Linked DNA regions of Gossypium hirsutum: region 2 is linked to region 1. The links are chromatin contacts, called in public Hi-C maps. All regions are on one chromosome and are shown on one strand. Each heading gives the region's core, a stretch centred on a gene start, on an enhancer-like site or on the middle of the called end of the contact. The rest is flanking DNA. Distances are from core to core; before and after follow the strand shown.

The links. A called contact is a pair of places that touch in the nucleus more often than the background predicts.
Region 2: a Hi-C map of leaf shows a contact between it and region 1, with 3 times the contacts expected there. The contact joins the enhancer-like site here to the promoter of LOC107886092 in region 1. A contact is called at or near these places in 9 of 34 Hi-C or Micro-C datasets (callus and leaf).

Annotation. Positions count from the first base shown.
Region 1 is chrD12:57,685,104-57,690,333 of Gossypium_hirsutum_v2.1, reverse strand. LOC107886092 (acid beta-fructofuranosidase) reads left to right here and starts at 2,853. Exons shown (of 7, transcript XM_041107399.1): 1 at 2,853-3,401; 2 at 3,848-3,856; 3 at 4,716-5,230. The coding sequence starts at 3,011.
Region 2 is chrD12:57,733,544-57,738,773 of Gossypium_hirsutum_v2.1, reverse strand. No RefSeq gene overlaps it. Among protein-coding and RNA genes, the nearest start is that of LOC107946932, 31 kb to the left of the region's middle. Within about 2 kb of position 2,318, at least 3 of the 9 cell types and tissues checked have an H3K27ac peak or open chromatin away from gene starts, as enhancers often do. A contact at or near this core is called in leaf, where this site is marked.

The DNA of each region.
Region 1 (5,230 bases), core at 1,604-4,103:
ACTATTTTAAGGGGTTAGCTTGTAATTGATCTTTAGTATGTTAACAAGCTTTTAAAACGTCTATTTATTGAGATACTTGTATAAGTTTCGTGTGAGAGTATAGATAGCAATTTATTATTCGTAGAAGAATGTATTTTGTGAACGCAATAGAAAGTAAACCGTTTATGTTTACAACTTTAGAACTGAATGTTCTAGCCTTTACAAGTTTCTAATTATATATTATTTTATTAGACAATTTTACATTCAATTTAGTTCATACAACGAAGTTGTGTTAGGTGAAGAGTTTTTTTTTAATCAATTGTTCAATTGAAGTTGTGACATGACAATTTTTGGGGGAATCAATAATAACCACTAAATTAAACCATAGGCATTTAAATCGGACATAGGAGAAAATAATTTTAAAGGCTTAAATCAGATGATGGAGAAATATAACTGGAAATACCATGCGACCTGAGTACATGTACTAATAGCCAAAATCCTTAGGAGCCCACCCCAGTCTCCACCTCAACCTTCACCAACCATATTCTGCATTATATGGTATAATTATTGTAGCAAAATCATGTACGTTTTGAACTATACACTGTTCCTGATTGGTCCACATATCTCATTTGACGACAGAAAATCGGTGATCTAAAATTTTTCAATTTAATTAAAAGTTTAAACAATAATCCCCCCCCCCCAAAATTTGCATGTGGAAACATGCAGGACAGGCAAGACATTAAAACAAAAGAGGAACATGCAATATGAGGTCACCTTTTGTATTGATTGCTTTTGTTTTTATTTAAGGATTTTGAGTGTGTTTAGGACATTCATTGATATTGATATACTGTTTATAATAATTATAACAATTGATCCTTTTTTTTACGTGTCAAAAATTAGAGGAGGATAATGATAATATCATGAATTTAACCTACAACTTTTAAAGGTACCCAAAAAATGGGCCACATCAATATATTACTATCGAAAAATTCTAAGAAATTAAATTTTCTCAAATTAAAATTTTGTTTTGCCATTCGTGACACCAACTTTTAATTTCAATATATTTTTTTAATTTTAATCTTCATCATTAGTTTGGTTTTGTGCTCTTATTTTGTCAACTCTATCTTTTTTAAAAGTTACATGCAGTTTTAATTTTAATTTTTAGTCATGTTCTGACATATATATAATGGCGTCATTAGATCTATTAAGAATTGGTCTCGAAGGATTTTATCATGATAAATCGTAGCAATTGTGACAAATTTGAAATGATGAGACGGATGAAAAGCTATCTGAGACTTGACCTTTTGTACATCACTTATGTGATGAGGCTTTTGACAGTTTTTTCTTAGTTGACTGGTGATTGATTTGATGATGGTGAGGTTAGGTTGCAAATCAGTGATTTAATTAAATTGATACATGTTTATTTTGTTGAAGACTTATTCCAGTATTGCAATTACTGTCATTTGTGTTATTATTATTTTGATTTCTATTAATAACAATAATTTCTTTAAAAATAAAACATTAACAGCTGTTGTTTAAATTGATGTGGGCAAGTAAGTTTTAAAATGTAGTTGAAGATGTTCATTCATTTGAATGTAACATTGAGCAGAATAATCAATTATCTTCTGCATGTGGATAGGAGCTCCACATGATCCAATAATTTATGTGGTGGCTGTGGATGGACCATTTCTTTTCGAATCCTAATCAGCACTTACTCATTCATCCTGGTTTTTAACTGAATAATTGCCGGACCTACGTGCACTCAAGTTTTTCCTTGTAATATTTAAAGCTACCAAGTTAGAGATTTTTTAAAATACCCACAGTCTTCTCCTTCAGTTGTATTCCTCTTTCTTTGTCTGCCTATTCTTTACTGATATATCACTGCTAAAATTTAATTTCCTTTCGCAAGTTCTATAGAAATAAAAGGAAGTGTTAAATGAGCCTTGCTGTCATTATTAAGTAGCCAGATAAAAAGTTCCATAAAAATCCTTGTTTTCTACATAATTAATATACTTCCATAACTGCAAATAAGCAATTATTGGTATAAAGCCAATATTTTGTAATTTTCCCACCCCCACCCAACCGGCTGCTAATATAAAACTAAAACTAAATGTATGGTCTGTGAAAGCACACCTCTTACCCTCTGAAAACAACATACACGAGACTTGTCTGCGGTTATTGAATGGATAACATGATTGGATCCTATGCTCTTTTCTTATTTTACTGTAATAACAGCTAATACATGTGCCAGTGGCAGTTCCCTAGTTTCCCACAATTCAAGTAGAATGTGTTACGCTTTTAGATTTCATTGCAAGTGTATGATCTAAAATTTCATTTCAAATCAACTAGGTTTAGTTTTCTCTGCCTATTAAATCTGATTGTCTCAAAGCCGTTAACATTCATCAACTAGGTTTAGGTTTAGTGACTTAAATTAAAAAAATTCATCAGCTTTTAAAAAGGATAAAATATTAAAAGATTTTAATATATCCCTCGAAAAGATAATTTAATTACAGATAGTCTTGTTAAATTGGTACGAGACAAAAAAAAACGAGTTTAAAACTATATGGAGACTCTCCTTTAAAGAAGCTAGTTTCATTTAGTTTTATGTACTTTATTTTACACAAAAAAAACCATTCATATTAATTTTTGTTTCCTTGCATATAAGAGGATAATTTTATACTATTTTAATTGAATTAATGTTTAATTTACTCATGATATTAACTTGTTTAAAATCTTAATATAAATATAAATAAAATAATATTTTAATAATACCTCAACCAAGTTGTTCTCTAATTAACTTCCTGAAAAATGAAAATAAAAATAAAAATAAAAGGTAAAATTAGTGTTGGTTTTGGTCACTTTCTTTGCCCCCGTCAAATGTCAATCCTGGAAACCGCCCAACTTATTGGCCAAGCGAAGCACAGTCCTTATATAATAGTCAGACCCCAACTCTTCAAACATACTCAGCCATCGCTCATCCCTTTCTAACTCACATTTTTTCCATCTCCATTTTTTAACCAAGTTATCCACAATGGTGGATACAAGGCCATTCCTTCCGGTTTCTAGCCATGCCGGCTCCGATCCAACGGGGCCTTCGGAAAATCGCCGGAAACCCATGAAATTGCAGCTTTCAATCTTTTTTGTGTTGTTGACGGTCGGATTTTTTGCGGCTTTGTTGACTAGTAACAATGGATCAGATAATGGTTTCGTCAAAGAAAACGAACATGGCTCATTGGCTTCGCCCTCCTCCGAGAAACAGTTGCGGCCGGTGTCACGTGGACCGGCTGTCGGAGTGTCAGAGAAATCGAACAGGTTTTTTGCCAAAGATAACGAGAATCAGCTGGCGTATCCATGGAATAATAGCATGCTGTCATGGCAAAGAACAGCTTTTCACTTTCAACCTGAAAAGAATTGGATGAATGGTAAGAGAAAAAAGAGGTTCCTTTTTCCCACTTCCTTTGAAATTATTTAAAAAGTGCCCGTACTTTTTGAATATTATACTAGATAAAAAAGTTTATTAATAATTTCCACTGCATTTCAATCATATTATCAATGGTCGAAAGCTGAAAGATGAAATACATACTTAGTTGAATCTTAACAATTATATATTTTTTTCTTTATAAAAACACCATGAAAATGAAGTAGCATATACTTGATTAATTTCGGGTGGATTCAAATTTCCAACAGTTCCTTATTTCATGGAAGAAAATGAGGAGTGATTAGATCTGGGTTTTTCCTTTCTTCTTAAATATGCTGTTTTTTTTTATCACATATCTCTGACATTTTGGGTTTTTTGTTTGTTTGTTTGGCTGGGTGCTTGTTCATACGTTGTTGCTCTGACATGGGAATCTGGTTCGTTCTGCTTCAGATCCTAATGGTAAGGCCCTGTATAATTTTGTATACCCAAGCTTGTATAAAAGTGAAACCTTTATGACCTCTTATTTTTTTTGAGGTTAAAAAAGAAAAGGGCTTTTGGGGGGGCACACGCAATCCACAAAATAACTTTTTGCCCCCCTTGATTAACTGCAGTATCTGATTGAATAGACAACTAATTGCAAACTCAATAATTCCTACTTTGTCGAAAAGTTGGAGCCCACCATTTCTATTAATTTTACATTCATTATTATTTAACCATACACTGTTATGAAAGTACATATCATTGAAATTTTATTCAATTATTTTTAAAATATAACATTCATTAAATTAAATTAGACATTATTTTTTTTCCTCTTTTGACGTAGACAGCTCATGAAATGAGGAAAATTGATTGTTTTGGTATTTTCTTTCATTCATTTGTAAAATCCAACCTAAAATTTCTAGCATTATGAACTTGGGCTGTAAGTCTGTAACGTGAACATGATTAACTGTTCAATTATAGCTTCTTCTTTTTTTAAAAAAAAAGAAAGAAAGTGCACGTGACTGACTGGCTTAAAAGTTGCTATTAAAATGATAAAAAAGTAAGAACTTGAATGTTTGAAAAAGCTCGATAGGCATAATTGGCAGGGCAGAAAACCGAGGTTGCTTGTCCGCATATTACAGCATAGGCGTAATTGGCTTTTGACAACTAAGATTCATGTATTTGAATGCATGAACAACGAAAATGTAATGGCAATTACTTCTGTATGATTTGAAGTAATTTCATGGCAATCAGTTCCATAAAAAAATGTCAGAATTCTTTTTCTAAACGACATGTTTTGTTTATGATTGGCTGAAATTTGGGCTGTTAATCGTTACAGGTCCATTGTTCTACAAGGGATGGTATCATTTCTTCTACCAGTACAATCCCCATGCTGCTGTGTGGGGTGACATAGTTTGGGGTCATGCGGTATCCAAGGACTTGATCCATTGGCTTCACCTCCCACTGGCAATGGTTGCTGACCAGTGGTACGATAAAAATGGCGTCTGGACCGGTTCCGCCACGATCCTCCCTGACGGCAAAGTTGTTATGCTATATACAGGATCCACCACCGAGAATGTTCAAGTTCAAAACCTTGCTTATCCTGCTGACCACTCTGACCCTCTTCTTATCAATTGGGTCAAGTATTCTGGGAACCCCGTTTTAGTTCCTCCCCCGGGCATCCTTGACAAGGATTTCCGCGACCCTACTACCGCCTGGTTGACCTCCGAAGGGAAATGGCGCATTACCATAGGGTCCAAGATCAATAAAACCGGCATAGCTTTGGTGTATGATACTAAGGACTTCATAAACTATGAGTTGTTAGATGGGGTACTTCATGCTGTGCCCGGAACT
Region 2 (5,230 bases), core at 1,069-3,568, 49 kb before region 1:
ATCTTGTAGATGATACTACAATATTGACAATCACTAAAACCAATAAAAATGATAAGAATGAGATAAATAGTGAGATTCCCTACAAAGTTTCTAAAATGTACATGCAAAAGTCTTCAAAAGAAAAAAAAGATGAATAGTGAGGTTCCTCGCATAATCATCAAATTTAGGGAATATATTCTAAAATGATTCAGGGAATAGTGAGATTCCTTACAAAGATTATGAGATGAATAGTGAGATTCATTGCCAAGTTTCTGAAATGATTTAAGGAATATATTCTAAAATAAGATGAATAGTGTAGATTCCCTGCAAAAATATCTAAAATAGTAATAATGTATGCAAAACTATTAAAATTTTAATGATGTATGGAAATAGATTCCTTAATAATGTCGTTGTAAAAGAGGTAAGAGCCCTCAATAAAAAAACTCTCAATTTGGAGATGAAAGTCACGTTTTAATTTTCCCAAAATTCTTCTAAGCAAAATTTTTCCATCTTCTCAAAAAATCCCTCCATCAAATTTTAACTTTTTTAAAATTTAAAATTCTAAATTTTCATTTGCATCCATCCTTAGATCCTTGAGCCTCATTTGTATCAGAGCAATAAATAAAACATGTAATTTTAAGTTTTAAATTTTTTTTAAAAAAAATTCAATATTTTTGAGTTTTGGTTTAACTATATTTATTAATATATTGTTATTATCCATTTTGGATGAGTCCAAATATGTGTCAAACCGTCAGTGTTGAAGCTATCAAAACTATCTCAATTTTTATTGTTTTAAGAGGCTGAAGACACATAATGTTCAATGATTCATTATTAGGAACAGTTGAAACAAACCTATGTACTAGCTTTATACATTTTAATTGCTTCCCAAATTTTATGGTTTCAATAATTGATAAAAAAATATTTTAAAATCCTTGACCCTTCAAGTTCATACTCATACTTACAAGAAGCATCCTGAAATGGAGGTGCTAACATTAATTTATTAGCTCCATTTTAAAGTCATGTATTTCGTAGTGAACACTACAACTTTAGTCCATAGCTCAAAAGGAGAAACTCTTTTAATAGAAACAAACACCTTAAGATTCCACCGTATCCTAGTTCAGAAGCATCTGTTTCTGCTGTCTACTTGTGTCATATGGTGAAAACACCTAGAAAAAGACGACTGTCATTACTTGTAATAATTGATTGTTAGGTAAAAAAGGTTTTTGTAATTTTAACATTCAAAAGCTCAATTGAGTGCAATATATATAGGGGCTTATTTGATTTTTTTTGAAAAAAGTTTAGGGGCTTTTAAAACTCTATAGCCTAAAATTTAAGAAAAATCAATATGAAGAAAGAAATTCTGGTCAAATAGTGAAATCTTAGTTTTGATTTATAAGTTTGATCATCGATGCAAAGATAAAATTCATTATTCTTCAATAAATTAGTTATAGTTGTCGACATCGCACCTAACAACCAATCTCTTCTTACCTTCTCGATAAAGCTCGTTAACATTATTTATCTTATTAACTAACAACCTTATAATGAAGAGCCTAAGATTTAATTTATTAATAGCATAAAAGGCTAGAGAGGCCCAATTCTAGCTAACAAAAACACACAAGTTCTTTTAGACTAAATTACATATCCACGTAACAAAGAATTGCATAATTCATCATACACAATCATGCTCTTATTAAAATAATTAAACAATTATAGATTTAAAAATATTAATTGAGAAGACAAATATTCTAAAATATCAAATATTCTAAACTAATAGCAAATGCGATTAGGTATAGTTCTGAACTTAAAACTATGTATTTCAAGTGCAAACTTACAAGCCATTATTGAGAATTTTGTTGATGTTTTTAGGCTTTTTTAAGTGTCAAAATAGTTTCGTGAGACCTTTTAATTCCTTTCAAATAATTTGACAAATTATGGCAATACGAGTAACTCATCCATTGAAGTGGAAAAGTGAAGGCAGGCCATACAAGTGAGCAACTTGAGGTTTTGGGGTAGGCCTAGCTTCGGGTTCTGCATGGGGATGAAAGTGTAGAAAAGAATAGAATATTATTATGAAGAGCAGCTCTCGAGCTCGTTCTTCTCAATCCAAAAGCATGCCGATAATGGGTGTATGCACTTGCATAATCTTCATCAGCTCCAATTTGTTTGATCCAAATTCATTATATTTTTGTTGTTAACCATGCTTTGCTAAAACTAAATGTTATATGAGGATAAATGATATACAAAAAACACCATATTCTAACATGTTAGCAAGCTTATCTTTGATTGCAGGGCTCCAGCATCCTTCTTGGACCTTTTGGCCCAGAATTCTTCAAAGAAAACTGGTGCAGTGATATGAAACGAACATGGGTCAATTCCAAGAGCTTTGGACCAATGTTGAGCAGCCCACTCTTTAAGGGTTGGATTATCAAAATGAGGATCGCAAGGATCTAAAATACAACATAACTGCCGTTGGTGCCTTGATCTTGACAGTCGAGTCTGGTTTTCAGGTAATATATTTATAATGTCTGCAACAAATACAGGACATTAACTTTGTTGAGCACCAAACCAACATTATCGTCGACAACACTTGGTTTATTTCCTCAAACGGCCCTGCTGCATCATGTGCATGTGCAATTATATGTTCAATCTCTCCACCATAATTTACTTGCCTCTATTTATTTATTACTACTTTGGGTATTTGTTTAATGATCACCAACTGAAAGGGAACAAACTTCTAGACATATTATACTAATCACACTGGTCTTAATAATTAATCAAACTGTGTTTTTCAGGTAACTGAGCAACATCAGTTTTTCTGGAAGTGGATTAGGTTCAGATCAGTTTTATTAATTCCACTTGATATTCTCTTCTTAATCTTTATCCAAAACCAAAACAATCATTTTAAAAGTACATTTAACTGATATTCAAATCCATATATGCCAATTACGCTGTTTCCACCGATTGAATCCTCCTAAATCTCCTCATTGGCTATACATGCATGTAATTCACCATAGAATCCCAGGATTATATGTCACCATCTTCCTTTCTCTTTATCGTGAATCTCTTGCTTTAATCTCAAGGATTGTCTTTAATTATAACAAGTTGAGGGGTAGATAGAGAAGAAAAGAAAGCCCTTTGAGAGTAGGCAAAGGACAGCAAAGTGAGTTCCAACTCATTAAAACCTTAGAATATATTTGAATGAATGAATCATAATGATGTCAATAATGTGCAGTGAAAGCATCAACAGGTTCAACTTGGCTCTGAACACAACACCTGAGCCAAGGAGTTATTGAGTTTAAAAATTAACTCGGTGAATTGGCTGATATATGGTTTCCTTTGAATAAGTTATCCTTTTAGGCCCAGTTGGTCACCTTCTTGTACATGATTACACCCAAAACAAAAGACAGTCATTAAATGCTTGATAGAGGAAGTCCATGTCCTCCCTTTTATTAACTTATCCCTTCAAACCATGTCTTGATCTTGACCTTTTTGCCTCTCTCAATCACGCACGCCTGATTATAATTATATTGCAAAGTTGGGTGGTGTAAAAGTATAGTATTTTTAGTGCTGTTTTCTTAACCTTTTTCATGATTTGGAAGTGAACTAACAATCACAAAAGAAAAATCCCCGTAGTTCTGGAAAGATTAGGACTTGCGAACTACTTTTTTAACATAATATGCTTCACATGATGAGTTTAAAAATTGGGGGTAATAAATAATAATCATAGACGCTCAATGGTCAACATGAACAGAAATGAGTATTTATTTTGGATAGCGATGGCCCTATAAGTTTATTTCTAGGATGCAAATAATTACAGAATACTTTATGAAATGTGTAGTTAATGGAATCTAATTAAACAATTAACCTATTGGATCTCGTCTTATTGTTTTTAATTTTTTTTAAATCTCAATATATTTAGCTCTATACCACTTATTTTGGTTGATTAACAAATTTAAGTTAAAAATGATTGAAAGCATGAAGATCGGAAACACAATAAAAATAGGTGTGGGTATAGAAATTGTTTACCCAATTCTATAGTATTTCTAGTCCTATTGTGAGCCCTCACTCTTATATATCAATCTAAGATCACTTTATTTCACTTAGACTTAACTACTTGAAAACAAGATACTAACAACGAATAAAGAAGTGTTCTTACTCAATCGTCCATAATCAAACTAAGCGAGCCTTCTTTAATTAGGTATTATAGGCTTACAACCTTCTAATCAGTGTAAACGTGTATTTCCTTGAAATGTGTTCAAGAAAGTCTTATACATTGAAATCAAATCATTGGAGATCTTGAAGTGTTAGACTTCAGTAAAATCAAATCTCTTCATTTATTGAAACACAATCACATGTAAAGTTTCGTATAATCTTCTTGCTTGATACTCATCGAGTACTGCTCAAATTTCTTAAAGGATGTAAGAATTAAACCTAGATATTTCAGTAAAAAAAATTGTTAAATTGCATAATCCATCAGTTGCAACTGATAATGGAGCATGCAACTAACAATAAATAAATAAAAATCAAAATTCCAAACTTGCTAGTGATAACCAAGCAGTGAACTATCAAGCTGTTAAGCTAAGGAAACAAGAAGAATGCATTGAAATATTATTGAAGAAGAAACCCCATTTCTACAACGTTTACAGAGACAATTATTTATAATACTGTAGGAGAGGTGGTAAAACAGACGGTAAATGGTAATAACAGTGTACTATGGATGCTAACAACCTGGGAATATTTTAGCCACGTAGTGTAACTGAATTTGGGTTTGAAAATCATTTGTTTGTTTCTAATTCTTCCTCTATCATTCACCCTGCTTCTTTTCCTTCCTTCTTTGCTAAAGTGGCAGCTGTAGTTGAAGGAAGCACACGTAGTTTCGAGCGTTGACTGCAGAAGGCAGAGAGCAGCAGAGGTTTTGTAAGTGCATCTGCTATTTGACGATTTGCTGGCACATAGTTGACTTGGAATTTGCCTGCCATAACTTTTTCTCTTACAAAATGAAGGTCCAGATCCACATGTTTTGTTTTGGAATGAAGAACCAGATTTGCAGCCATAGCAACAGTGCTAGTGTTGTCACACCAGATTTTTGACACATTGGCTGTATGCACATCAAGATCAGCAAGAATTGCTTGGACCCACATGAGTTCAGAAGCAGCATCAGCGAGGGATCTATATTCTGCTTCTGCAGTTGACCTGGAGACTGCCCTTTGCTTCTTGGAACTCCAGGAGATGATATTTGCGCCTAAAAAGA